Regions from separate parts of the Sus scrofa genome. Here region 2 is linked to region 1. A link is a contact called in public Hi-C data. All regions are on one chromosome and are shown on one strand. Each heading gives the region's core, a stretch centred on a gene start, on an enhancer-like site or on the middle of the called end of the contact. The rest is flanking DNA. Distances are from core to core; before and after follow the strand shown.

Evidence for each region. A called contact is a pair of places that touch in the nucleus more often than the background predicts.
Region 2: a contact with region 1 is called in a Hi-C map of liver, with 17 times the contacts expected there. The contact joins the promoter of LOC100523736 here to the enhancer-like site in region 1. A contact is called at or near these places in 9 of 47 Hi-C or Micro-C datasets (alveolar macrophages, embryonic fibroblasts, epiblast stem cells and 4 more) and 1 of 2 datasets of contacts at active chromatin or transcription factors (alveolar macrophages).

Annotation. Positions count from the first base shown.
Region 1 is chr4:108,915,237-108,921,976 of Sscrofa11.1, reverse strand. It overlaps WDR77 (methylosome protein 50), which reads right to left. Exons shown (of 10, transcript XM_003355245.4): 10 at 6,383-6,740. Among named protein-coding and RNA genes, the nearest start is that of OVGP1, 10 kb to the left of the region's middle. Within about 2 kb of position 4,651, at least 7 of the 83 cell types and tissues checked have an H3K27ac peak or open chromatin away from gene starts, as enhancers often do. A contact at or near this core is called in liver, where this site is marked.
Region 2 is chr4:108,979,488-108,985,427 of Sscrofa11.1, reverse strand. It overlaps LOC100523736 (protein pitchfork-like), which reads left to right and starts at 3,587. Exons shown (of 6, transcript XM_003125853.6): 1 at 3,587-3,722; 2 at 3,950-4,092; 3 at 4,711-4,809; 4 at 5,661-5,788. The coding sequence starts at 3,665. It also overlaps a transcript of LOC100621421 not described here.

The DNA of each region.
Region 1 (6,740 bases), core at 3,402-5,901:
GAGAATAGTTATTAGACAACCAACTGCACCTGCTACACTATTATTAAAATATACAGTAACAAGCAGCTGTCCAGCTTCTCTGGTGGCACATCAAAGTGGACGGGTCCCCAGAAAGACTCTTGGGGAAGGAGGGTGGAGTCAGCAGAGCAGGATCAGAACAAGAAATCAAATACCCTTCATAGATACCAATGAAGAGAGGTTGTTATTCCCGAGGGCAGTGATGACCTCGCAGAAAGATTCTCCTAACTTTGACAACAGCTTCTACTTTACTTCTAGCCTCACAGAACATGCAGGATTTTCCCCACTGAGCAAGACAGTAATGGTGGAGTTGCAAACAACAGAAACCACCTATTGCTAAACCAATCAAACAAGAAAACGAATTTAAGAATCAATTATAGAATCAGTCTTTTCTAAATTGAGGTATAGTTGATTTACAATATTACATTAGTTTCATTCGATATTTTTATAGACTACACTCCATTTAAAGTTATAATAAAAACAGTCTATATTTCCCTGTGCTATAACTTCATTGCTCATTTATTTTATACATAGTAGTTTGTGTTAATCCCACACATACTCCATCTCACCCCTCCTTCCCTTCCTTCTCCCCACTGATAACCATTAGTTTGTTCTTTATATTTACGAGTCTTTTTCTGCTTTGTAATATACATTCATTTTATTTTTTTAGATTCCACATACAAATGATAACACAGAGTATTTCTCTGACTTATTTCACTAAGCGTAATGCTCTCTAGGTCCATCCACATTGCTACAAATGGCAGAATTTCATTTTACGGCTGAGTAATATTGCATTGCATGTATGTATACCACATCTTCTTTACGCACTCATCTGTTGATGGACACTTTGTGTCCATATCCTGGCTATTATAAATAATGCTGCCATGAATATTGGGGTGCAAATATCTTTTCAAATTAGTGGGGGGTTTTTTTGTTTGTTTTCTTCAGCTATGAACCCAGGAGTGGAATTGCTGGATCATATGGTAGTTCTATGTTTAGTTTATTGAGAAACCTGCATAGTTTTCCATAGTGGCCGTACCAATTCAAAATCCTGCCAACAGTGTACAAGCATTCCCTTTTCTTCCACATTCCCATCAATATTTTCTACTTGTAGACTTTTTGTTGATAGCCATTCTGACAAGTGTGAGTTTTAATTATGATTTTGATTTGCATTTCTCTGATGACTAGTGGTGCTGAGCAATTTTTCATGTGCCCCTTGGCTATCTGTATATCTTCTTCGGAAAAATGTCTATTCAAGTCTTCTGCTCACTCTTTTATTGGGTCCTTTGTAATAGTGAACTATGAGAAAGAGAAATTAAGGAAATAATCCCATTTACAATCACATCAAGAAGAATAAAATACCTAGGAATAAAATTAACTAAGGAAGTGAAAGACATATATTCTGAAAACTACAAAATATTGATGAAGGAATTTGGTAATGATACAAAGAAATGGAAAGATATCCCATGTTTTTGGATTAGAAGAATTAATATTGTTAAATTGTCTATGCTACCCAAAGCAAATTTAATGTAATACCTATCAAAATACCCATGACATTTTTTACAGGACTAGAAAAAACCTAAAATTTACATGGAACCACAAATGACTCTAAATTGCCAAAGCAATCAAGAAAAGAGAACTAGGCTGGAGGAATCATGCTACCAGACTTCAGACTGTACTACAAAGCTTTTTAGAGTAATGAAAACAGTATGGTATTGGCACAAAAACAGACACACCGACCAATGAAACAGGATAGAGAGCCCATAAATAAACCCATGCACTTATGGTCAATTAACCTCCAACAAAGGAGGCAAGAATATACAGTGGAGAACAGTCTCCTCAACAACTGGTGCTGGGAAAACTGGACAGCTACATGTAAAAGAATGAGACCCGGGAGTTCCCATCATGGCTCAGTGGTTAACGAATCCAACCAGGAACCATGAGGCTGCAAGTTCCATCCCTGGCCTCGCTCAGTGGGTTAAGGATCCGGCGTTGCCATGAGCGGTGGTGTAGGTTGCAGACGCAGCTTGGATCTGGTGTTGCTGTGGCTCTGGCGAAGGCCGGCAGCTACAGCTCCGATTAGACCCCTAGCCTGGGAACCTCCGTAGGCTGTGGGTGTGACCCTCAAAAAGACAGAAGACAAAAAATAATAATAAATAAAATAAAATAAAAGCTTTTGCACTGCAAAGGAAACCAGCAGCAAAATGAAAAGACAACCTACTGAATGGGAGAAAATATTTGCAAATGATGTGACCAATAAGGGGTTAATTTCCAAAATTTATAAACAGCTCATACAACTCAGTTTCAAGAATCAGTCTTAAAACACAGGCAGGATCCAAGAAAGACTATAAAGGACAGTGCCTGGGTCCTGTCACTGGAAGCCTGATTAGGAAGTTCCCTGTTGGGACTGGTAATGGTGCTGCTGCCACTGGGCTGTTAGTTGTCATTGCCAGATACCCATTCTTTGAATCTTTGCAGCATTCCCTCCAGATTTAACTCCTGGGTGGGAGTAGCCAAATGGCCAAGGCTAATCTAGTGGCTCAGATCAAATTAAAAAAAAAGAAAAAAACAAAACAAAACAAAAAACCAGTCCCCTTTAAGCATCCATAGTCTTCCCTCCAAAGCACAGCAATGGAATCCATTCCAAAAAGCACATGGAACATGTTACTTCTGAGGTACGTGTTACTTTTGAGATCCTTACTGAGGCTCACAGCATCCACCATGCAGCTGTCACTAGTCTCATCTCCTTTTAATAGTAGCTGCAGTGTCCTCCTTGTCCAGGAAGCTCAAAGCTCCTTCCACACAGCAACTTCCATCTGGAATGCCTCCCTAGCCCCAAACATCAGCCAACCCACATTCAACCCTGAGAGCTCCATTCAAATGTCACTTCGCCACTGCTTCATGACTGGTTATGATCCCTCTGTTTTCTACCAATCTATTTCTTTTGGCTAGCACTGAAACACTAATTTCATCCTCTCTCTCTCTCTTGACTAGGCTGCTGAAGCCTGGGCTGCCATCTTGCTCACTACCACAAACCACACTGCCTGAAAGCTTCTGATACACCACAGCTACTCACTCTTCAATGACTGGTGACTTCCCTGCCTGGTTCCTGAACCACCTAGAATTCTCAAAAGCTAATCGGAGCCAGTGCTTCACAAAATTTAACATGCAGGAGTGACTAGGGAAGTTGTGAAAATATAAATTCTGCCCTTCTAACAAGTTCCAGATGATGTCAATGCTGCTGGTCCATGGACCACGCTTTGAGGAGCAAGTCAACACCTTATAAAATCAACTGATAAACTAGACACAGAGGACAAACACTTCCACTCATAAGAGGCACCTAGACTCGTCACATTCATAGAGCTGAAAGTAGAATGGAGGTTGTCAGAGCCTGGGAGGAGGGAGTTATTGCTTAACCGGCATGAAGTTTCAATTTGGGATAATGGAGTGTGGAAATGATTACATTACAATGTGAGTATACTTAATGCCACTGAATCGTACACTTAAAATAGTTAAAATGGTAAGTTTAAATATTTTGTCATGCCTAAAAAAAAAAAAAAAAAACAGAAAGAGATAACTAAGGCTCAAGTTGATCCTGCCATGAGGAATCTGCCAATAGGAGCCCAGGGATGGCAGGTGCCAAGGTCAGGTAGTGTTAATATTAACTTCCAGGCAAGTTGATTTTGGATAATGATCAGGGGCCTGTACTGATCAGCCAGTTTCTAACCTACTCAGAGGGTTTCTATAAAAGACAAGTTGCTTGTTAAAAGATCTGGCAGAACTTGAAGCTGATTTAGCTTGTACATGTAAAAAACACTTTCTAATCCAAATAAGCTTCATTCCTTTCCACTGTGATCCCAGATGAGATTTATTATTGGAGTAAAAACTTTTAATTTGAAACTGAAGTTCCTATTGCTTATAACATGGTGCCTCCCAAAGTGAAATATTCCAGAATCTGACACCCAGCACCACAGTGATAATGAAATGTCTTTATTCACTGAGGGAACTTTCAACAAGTAGCACTGGCTAGGCTGCCACTATAAAGTTAAAAGGATGGTGTTTAGGGGTTAAACTCTTTATTTACTGATCTTTTGAATTTTGATGATTTATTATACTATACACTGAGGCAGCAGAACATTTACAAGACAAGGAGGGTTTCCAGAATAAGTAGAACTGCATTAAAACTTACCCAGATGATGAAAGATTTTAGGATCAATGATTATATCTTACGTGCCTCTATTACTTACAATGAGTTATTGCTTCCTCTCTTGATCTTTACATCTCCGTCACTCTCTGGATTGTACTAATCCTGTGACCCCGTGATGAGGAAGAAAAACTCCACAACTGCCCATTTTTTGATAGAGAACTCAATAAGAGACTGTTTTGGGTTTAAGATTGGTCTGCTTACTTTCCCAAAATCAAGCTATATAGAAAGCTGATGTTCTCGAAAATTTGAATTCCCTCACAACGCAAATTGTGAAACTAGACTAGAGCTTGCTTATCTTTTTTCCAAAAAAAATCTGTTTCCTGCACGAGTGATTCTTAAGTTCAGTGTGACCCAGAGATATGCAGCTAAGAAACTTGCTATGAACGGAGATCCAATAAGAATTCGCTCAGCTTCTTTCATGTATGCTGGCTTTTCTTTGATGTCCTAAAACTGCCCCGGAATACATAGAAACACTTGGTATATGCCTTAGTGAAAGAAATGCTCATATATTCTGGAACAAATCTTTTTTTCCCATTCTTCTAGTTTGTAGCTAGAGTTGAGTCAAGTGACCACTGAAACACAAAAAAAAATATGAAAGCACATCATTTGTGCTGTCCAAATGCAACAAGAATCTGCCTTTTAAAAGTCAGAGCCCTTTTCTTTTAGGTCTGGATGAGGTAATCACTCTGTAGCTGCGTGATTGAAAAATAAACTGCAGGGACCCTCCCACCTAAATCTTCCCAAGTTCCAGCCCTTTCTATCATGCAGCCTAGAACAAACATGGCTAGAAGCCCAGAGCACTCAGAGCTTGGGTGATTTTGCTGCCAATAGTGCGATTGTAAATCAGCAGGAAATGCTCACGTAGCTGGTAATTAATGACCAGCCTCCTACTGTTCTGCGGGGCAGGAGAGACCCTGGAGAAGCAGCCTGATGTCTGGAGCCACCTGCAACTGCACTTGAGCCAACCTCAGCCTTTGGTGTTCTGAGCACCTGAAATCAGCAGGGGAACATCATGGGTCTGGTTAATGGATTTTAGAGTAAGAACAATGAAGATAGGGAAATGGGTCTACTCCCTGGTGCTCAGACATTGGAACGAGTGAAACTAAATGGAGAATACACGCTTGTATGACTTCAAACAAACCAAAAAAAAAAAAAAAAAAAAAAAAAAGGAGCCCATTTCCACCCGTCACAGGGGAAGTCTGCTCACTCTACTGAAACTACTCTCAAATCAAGGGTCTGTGAATAATCCTACATGTGATGCTACATTTCTGATTATTTGGAGGTCGTCTTTTATCTTGAACCAGCTTTTTTCTCACAAGAGAGATATTTAACCAAAATTGTGATGGTCATTCCTACTGTGACTTCAATTAGTTTTACAAATGTCTTGGTGGCCATCACTAATCGATGTGAATTGCCTTCATCAGCCCAGATCTGAATCCAAACTAACATTTTTTAAATTAAGTAACGTGGTTCTTCAAAAACTTAGGTTTTCCTCCTTCGATGTCACTCTAAGCACCTTGACAGACTAGCACTGGTTTCCTTGAATTCGTCTCTTCTGAGTTTCTCTCCACCATTCTGAAGTCCATGAACAACAGGCCAATGCAGGTTTAATTCCTACTCACCTCACCCCCTACCTCCTTTCTGTAAATGACCACAAATTTTAAGCTTTTGCCTCTGGGAAGTGTTTCTACCAAAGCACCAATTCTTCCCAGGGAGTTAGAGTTAAGAACAGTGAAGCTTCCTTCCTACCTCCCCGCAAACCCAGTAGACAGATCCACTGACTACAAATTGCCCTGTTTTTACTAGAGGGTAACTGTGAGAATAGAGCTCGTGCTCAGCAAGGGTGGAACACAGAAGCTTTACTTACCAATACTTTGCCCATGAAACTGGGGCGGTTTCATGGGATTTTCACTAAATGAAACTTGGAAAGCACAAAAGTACATAGCTGATTGCATTTAGTTTCAATGCAATCAGTAATTGACCCATAACTTCTAAGCGGCAGTAGCCACCAACCAAATAACCAAACGTTTGCCTTAAGTTCCAACTACTCCGTGGGGCTGGGGAAGCACACACAAAAAATAACGGGCTATAGGACTGGTACCCAGATGACACATAAGTGACACAGGTCTAACTGCACATGAGACACACACCTCAAAAGACAGGCCAACAATGAATCAACTTTTTATTTCACTGACCAGTATTTCCGATTCTCTCTCTCTCTTGCTGCATTTAAAATCTTCAGAGTTCCCCAAAATAACATTCAGGCTTCCTAGATCCAGAGGCAGGGACCCAGAGGCAAAAAAGGTCAGGCCCCAGGCTGTTTTCAGGTGGGAAAGTGGCAGACATTCCTATGAAAGTCTGTGTCAGTTTTTAACTGAAGTGCCTTTAAGCTCTCCACCTTCCTGAAACTTTTTCCCATGGCATCTATGACAGAAATACACTCATCTCTCATATACACAACTTCACGGGGGGTGGGCATCACACACTTCTTACTCAGCCAGCAACTGGACTTCGG
Region 2 (5,940 bases), core at 2,338-4,837, 65 kb before region 1:
GGTCAAATCAGAGCTGTACCACCAACCTACACCACAGCCACAACAACGTCAGATTCAAGCCACGGCTGCAACCTACACCACAGCTCATAGCAATGCCAGATCCTTAACCCACTAAGCGAGGCCAGGGATCGACCCTGCGTCCTCATGGATGCTAGTCAGATTCGTTTCCACTGAGCCACGACAGGAACATTTTAGAGTCCTCTGTGGCACTCAGTGATAAAAAAATAAACTGCAGGGACCCTCTCACCTATATCTTCCCAAGTTCCAGCCCTTTCTATCGTGCAGCCTAGAACAAACATGGCTAGAAGCCCAGAGCACTCAGAGCTTGGGTGATTTTGCTGCCAATAGTGTGATTGTGAATCAGCAGGAAATGCTCACGTAGCTGGTAATTAATGACCAGCCTCCTACTGTTCTGTGGGGCAGGAGAGACCCTGGAGAAGCAGCCTGATGTCTGGAGCCACCTGCAACTGCACTTGAGCCAATCTCAGCCTTTGGTGTTCTGAGCACCTGAAATCAGCAGGGAACATCATGGGTCTGGTTAATGGATTTTAGAGTAAGAACTATGAAGATAGGGAAATGGGTCTACTCCCTGGTGCTCAGACATTGGAACGAGTGAAACTAAATGGAGAATACACGCTTGTACGACTTCAAACAAACCAAAAAAAAAAAAAGGAGCCCATTTCCACCCGTCACAGGGAAGTCTGCTCACTCTACTGAAACTACTCTCAAATCAAGGGTCTGTGAATAATCCTACATGTGATGCTACATTTCTGATTATTTGGAGGTCGTCTTCTATCTTGAACACCCCCTTTTTTTTTTTCTTACTATGGCAGAGATATTTAACCAAAATTGTGATGGTCATTCCTACTGTGACTTCAATTAGTTTTACAAATGTCTTGGTGGCCATCACTAATCGATGTGAATTGCCTTCATCAGCCCGGATCTGAATCCAAACTAACATTTTTTACATTAAGTAACGTGGTTCTTCAAAAACTAGGTTTTCCTCCTTTGATGTCCTTTTAATCACCCTGATATTAACATTCCCCACTCCTGCCCTTGCCAGACATGAGTCACGGGCAAGTTTCAATGATAAAGCAGGAAGAGAACAACTCTGGCCCCTTCGTTCCCTCATCCAGGAAATGTAAAGTGCTTCATCCAGCTAGGAACCATCCCTTCCTCTTAGGATCCGCTGTGCCAATTGGCTCAACAGAGCTCCAGTGGGAAAGAAAGCAACTGCATCATTTGTGTCAGTGACTGGGCATCTGGTCACTTTGCCCTTGACTCTAGCCAAGGAAAGCCTCTTCCAGGTGGGCTCCTAATACCACCTAAAAACAAAATAGCCAAGGTCAGGACTGAAAAGAAAAGACCATTCACCTACCTTCATATGAATGCAAAACCATCTGTTAAACGAGGTTCCAAACTTTGACGCTAAGAAACAAAAGGAAACAGAGACTTAATTTTGACCTACACTTAATTTTATCTAAATAAACACGTGTGTTTGAATGAGAACTTCCCTTAACTGCTAAGTTCTATGTCTCTGCCTATGGGACTTCTGCTATGGTCTGCTTTTACAGTGGATTGCAGAATCTCTAAGGAAAGCTTAGGGACATATCTTAATTTGTCAGTGGGTTCTTACAATGAGCCCCAAATGTTACTTAGTGAGGCTACTATGACTCTAAAGACATACATGAGTGATGAGAGCAGGGATGCAGCAGAAGCCTTTGCCACCACTGACAGTTAATGTGCCAGACTTCAGGACACTTACTGTGGACACAACAGCCATGTGCTCATACTTGCAGAACGTGCTGACAATGAGTGTTCCATTCTCATCCAGCTCCCACAATTCAACAGCGCCTGTTGGAGATGGGGAGGAGCGGGAGGGAAGCAAACTTGGATTACACCAAGACAGCAATTCGCTTCTAGGATTACATAGTCCATTGCCACCAAATTAACAAACTAAGTTATTCCTATAGACGCAAAGCCCATATCATTAAAAGATTTCGCTAACTCTCAAGCCATTTGGCTTTATGCTTGTATTGCTGTTTTCCTAGTCACAGACTGGAAAATTAGATAGGAAAGCTTTTAGAAAGAGATAGAGAAAGATGGAATGGCTGGCAAAAATCCATTGCCTTGCTTCCAATGAGAAAAGATGGGAAAATAAGTTCTGGGGAGACAAGGATGAATCTCCACAATGCTCTCGATAGCACACAGTCCGACATAGTTACATCTTCCCAGTTATATGGACACGAATTTGTTGAATGATTTGAATACATGTCTTACACAGTCATAAAAAATATGTGTGATGTCTTGCACAGTGACTGGCTAAGTACATAAATGCTCCAAACAGCTGTCCTGAATATGCAGTGTTGAAGCTCAACTGCCAGAGAGGCTCGATCTTTAACGTCCCACTTTTATCCTTTCATGCAACACCTGCCAACACCCAAAGGGTGATTTTTAATGCCAGAGTCTCCATTGCTAAGCCTGGCATTCCAAAAAAAAAAAAAAAAAAAAAAAAAAGAGAGAGAGAGAGAATGAATTCACATAAGAAGAAGAAAATGGGACGAAAGAGAAAGATACAGTAACCTAGACTGGACATTCTTTTCTGAGGTGCACATTCAACTCCTTCCCTATTTTATAATTAGGTTCTATTCCTTATTGAGCTGTAATAGTGCTTTATATGTTCTAGATCAGCAGCGTCCAATGGCACTATCATGTGAACAGTGTGTTTAATTTTAAATGTCCTATGCCAAATTTAAAAAGAGTAAAAAAATTAAATTTAATATTAATACTGTATATAAAATATATCAAAATATTATTTAAATATACAACCAATATAAGGTTTATATTGAGATATTTTGCACTATTGTTTTCAAAGTTTTTAAAATCTGGTGTGTATTTTATACATCACAATTGGACTAACCACATTTCAAGTGCTCAAGAGTTACATATGGGTAATGGCTACAGTATTGGATACTGCAGGTCTAGATTTTTTTTTACTACGATCCTTCTTGGCTTACACTCTCATTCTGGTAATGATATCTTTTTTAATTTCTGTTTTGAAACAGTTTCAAACCTAAGGAAAAGCTGCAAAAACAATACAAAGATTCCCCTACCCCTTCACCCAAATTCCTCAATTGTTAAATATTACCTCCCTCCCTCTCTCTCCACCTCTCCTATTTATGTACTATTTCTGATATGATTCCCCAACCACCCTCAAAATATTACTGTTACTTTCCAGGGGATTCTCTCATAGATTATGCCCATACGACCCACCAGTCTGCAAACCAACACTGATAAACACGACCATTAAATCCACAGACCCTATTCAAATTTGGCAACAGTGCCAACAACGTATCTTTCTTATCTAATTCAGGATTCTATGCAGAAACACGGTTCGCCTGAGTGTCGTGTTTCATCAATATCCCTCAAGCTGAAGTAATTTCTCACTCTTTAGAAAGTGTCGTTCATATCCTTGGTACACATACATTCACTTTCTTTTCGCCTTGCACGCGCTCTCCTGGGCTCCTGGGCTCCGGGGGTGCAGGCTTCCGCCCTGCGGTTCTTCCTGGCAGCCCCACCGGCTGCGCAGGCGCTCTAGGAGCCACTCCCATCCACGAACGGAACTCCGGAGCGGGCTTGCCCGACAGCCTTTGTTTCCTAGGCAATGCAGTACACAAAGGCTGGCCCTCGTGGCACTCGCATGATGTGCTTCGGCAAAACAGGTGAGGAGGGCTGGGTCAAGAGTAGAAGGAGGAGGCGGAGAAAGAATGAGGGCCAAAGGAGGGAAATGTAATTAACCCCGCGCCTTGGAGTGGGTCAGGGTTACTTTAAGATCATTTGTCTACCCGGGTCTCGGCCCCCCCTCCCCAACCCCGCCTGACCCCCAAGCGCTCACTTGGTCAAAGGGGCCTTCCCTCATGCGGCGTTTCTCCTCGTTCTTGCTCTCCAGAGACACTGGTTGACTACTCCTTTGGAACATGTCAACAGAGGAAGCTCTTTCCTCACTTCTCTCCCCCCAGCTTGTTGGGAAACAAGTTTCTCCCTCTCAGGGGAGCACCCCACCTAGGGCCTGGATGTTACCTAACAGAAGATGTGAGTATTCACGTTCCCTTAAGGTCTCAGTTCCCAGACTAAAGATACCCAAGTGTCCTAGAAGGAAAACCCTATGGGATTTGTGACCTTCAGGGTCCCAACATGAGAAAGGGCCCCGGTCCTCTGCAACCACTGTCAGGGCCAATGGCAGCAATTAAAGGATCGTTGCTCCCCTCTGAGTCCCCATCAAGTGCAAGCCTTGGCCTCATGGTCCCCAGTAGAGCCCCCACTCCATTCCTCCTCCAAAGGCCCATCAATCAATGTCTCCCCTTAGGCCACACCTAGATGGTGGATGAGCTGGTTGGTCGGGTTATGAAATTGGATAATCAGACTGACAGCTGCGTGGGAGCAGACTGAGCTCTGTGGGGCTCAGAGGACTGGATTCACTGGAATGTGTACAGAGGTCATTTCCTCTGCCAATCCAGCCACATTCCTTTGCAGAGTTACCTGTGGTACTTATGTAATTGGTTGTATGGTCTTGATTCAGAGGAGTCCGGAAAGGAAGAGCAGCTTTTGCAGAGATTTAGTAATACTCTTAGGTTCACTCTGTTTTAATAATATACTGTTCTCTGTGTGTGTGTTTTCTTTCTTTCTCTAATTTCTGCATATTGCCTGAAGAGCTATGGCTTGGCATACAACCTCTCTAAGATCCCGACCAGTAAAAAAGGATATACTTTTGGAGCCAGAACAGCCGTGAGGTTTGAGCCAATCAGCAAGGTTAGAAATGCCTGAATGTGCTTAGATTTTAGGGTGATCTATGTGGCTGCATGTATTTCCACTGGGAAGTAAAGCTGGGGTTATATAAAAAATATTGCCCGATGGAGTTCCCTTATATCTCAGCAGGTTAAGGACCCCGCATTTTCACTGCTGTGGCTCTGGTCGCTGCTATGGTGCAGGTTCCATCCCTGGCCCAGGAATTTTGACATGCTGTGGGCATAGCCAAAAAAGAAAAAAAAAAGGATATTGCCTGAAATTCAGACAAAAAGTCATTTGGGCAAACTCTTTTAAGAAGCTTATCTGAAAATCTGGGTATTAGCATTGCAATTGTGTGTGTGTGAGTGAATGTAAACCAATTCTCTGAAGAAACAGTATCAATCAGGGCATTAAAATATTGGAAGTGTTGTTTATATGCCTCACACCTTGTCAGTTAAAAAACAAACTCCAACTCCTTCACCCTTTTGTGAGATTGGGTTTCAAGTCTAAAGTCCTCAATAGGATACTAATCTCTTGTTGGACATTTTCCTGACACTGAAACTCAGAGAGAGGGATACTGGCTTTAAAAGAATCGCTGAGTGGGATGGAGGGATGGTGGGGGTAGCAGCTGCAACAAGTTACCTTGGATCTCTGCCCACCATAGGTTTTTTTCTATAATCTTAGCATTAGGTACCTATTACAGCTCTATTTCTATTACATGAGGTGGTTAAATTGTAGCTGATACATGTAAATAGGAAAAGGATGATTCTGTTTTTTCTACTTAGAGAGCCTTGTGTGTGTGTGTGTGTGTGTGTGTGTGTGTGTGTGTGTGTGTATCTCACCCTCTAACATATTGATCTTTTTCTTGGAAACAGGATACAACACCTTACCCAGGCATGTACCAGACAGTCAGTCCTCAAGAGCAAACACACAAACGAAATTTTGCTCCCTTTAATTCTTTGTTGCCTCGATTTAAGACAGGCTCGAAGGACACTTATCCTGGGTATGGCTCCCATTTTCTGGTGCACTTTGGTAAAGAGCAATAGGGACAGGAAATATAAAGAAGAAATTACAGGAGTTCCCGTTATGGCTCAGTGGTTAACGAATCCGACTAGGAACCATGAGGTTGCAGGTTCGATCCCTGGCCTTGCTCAG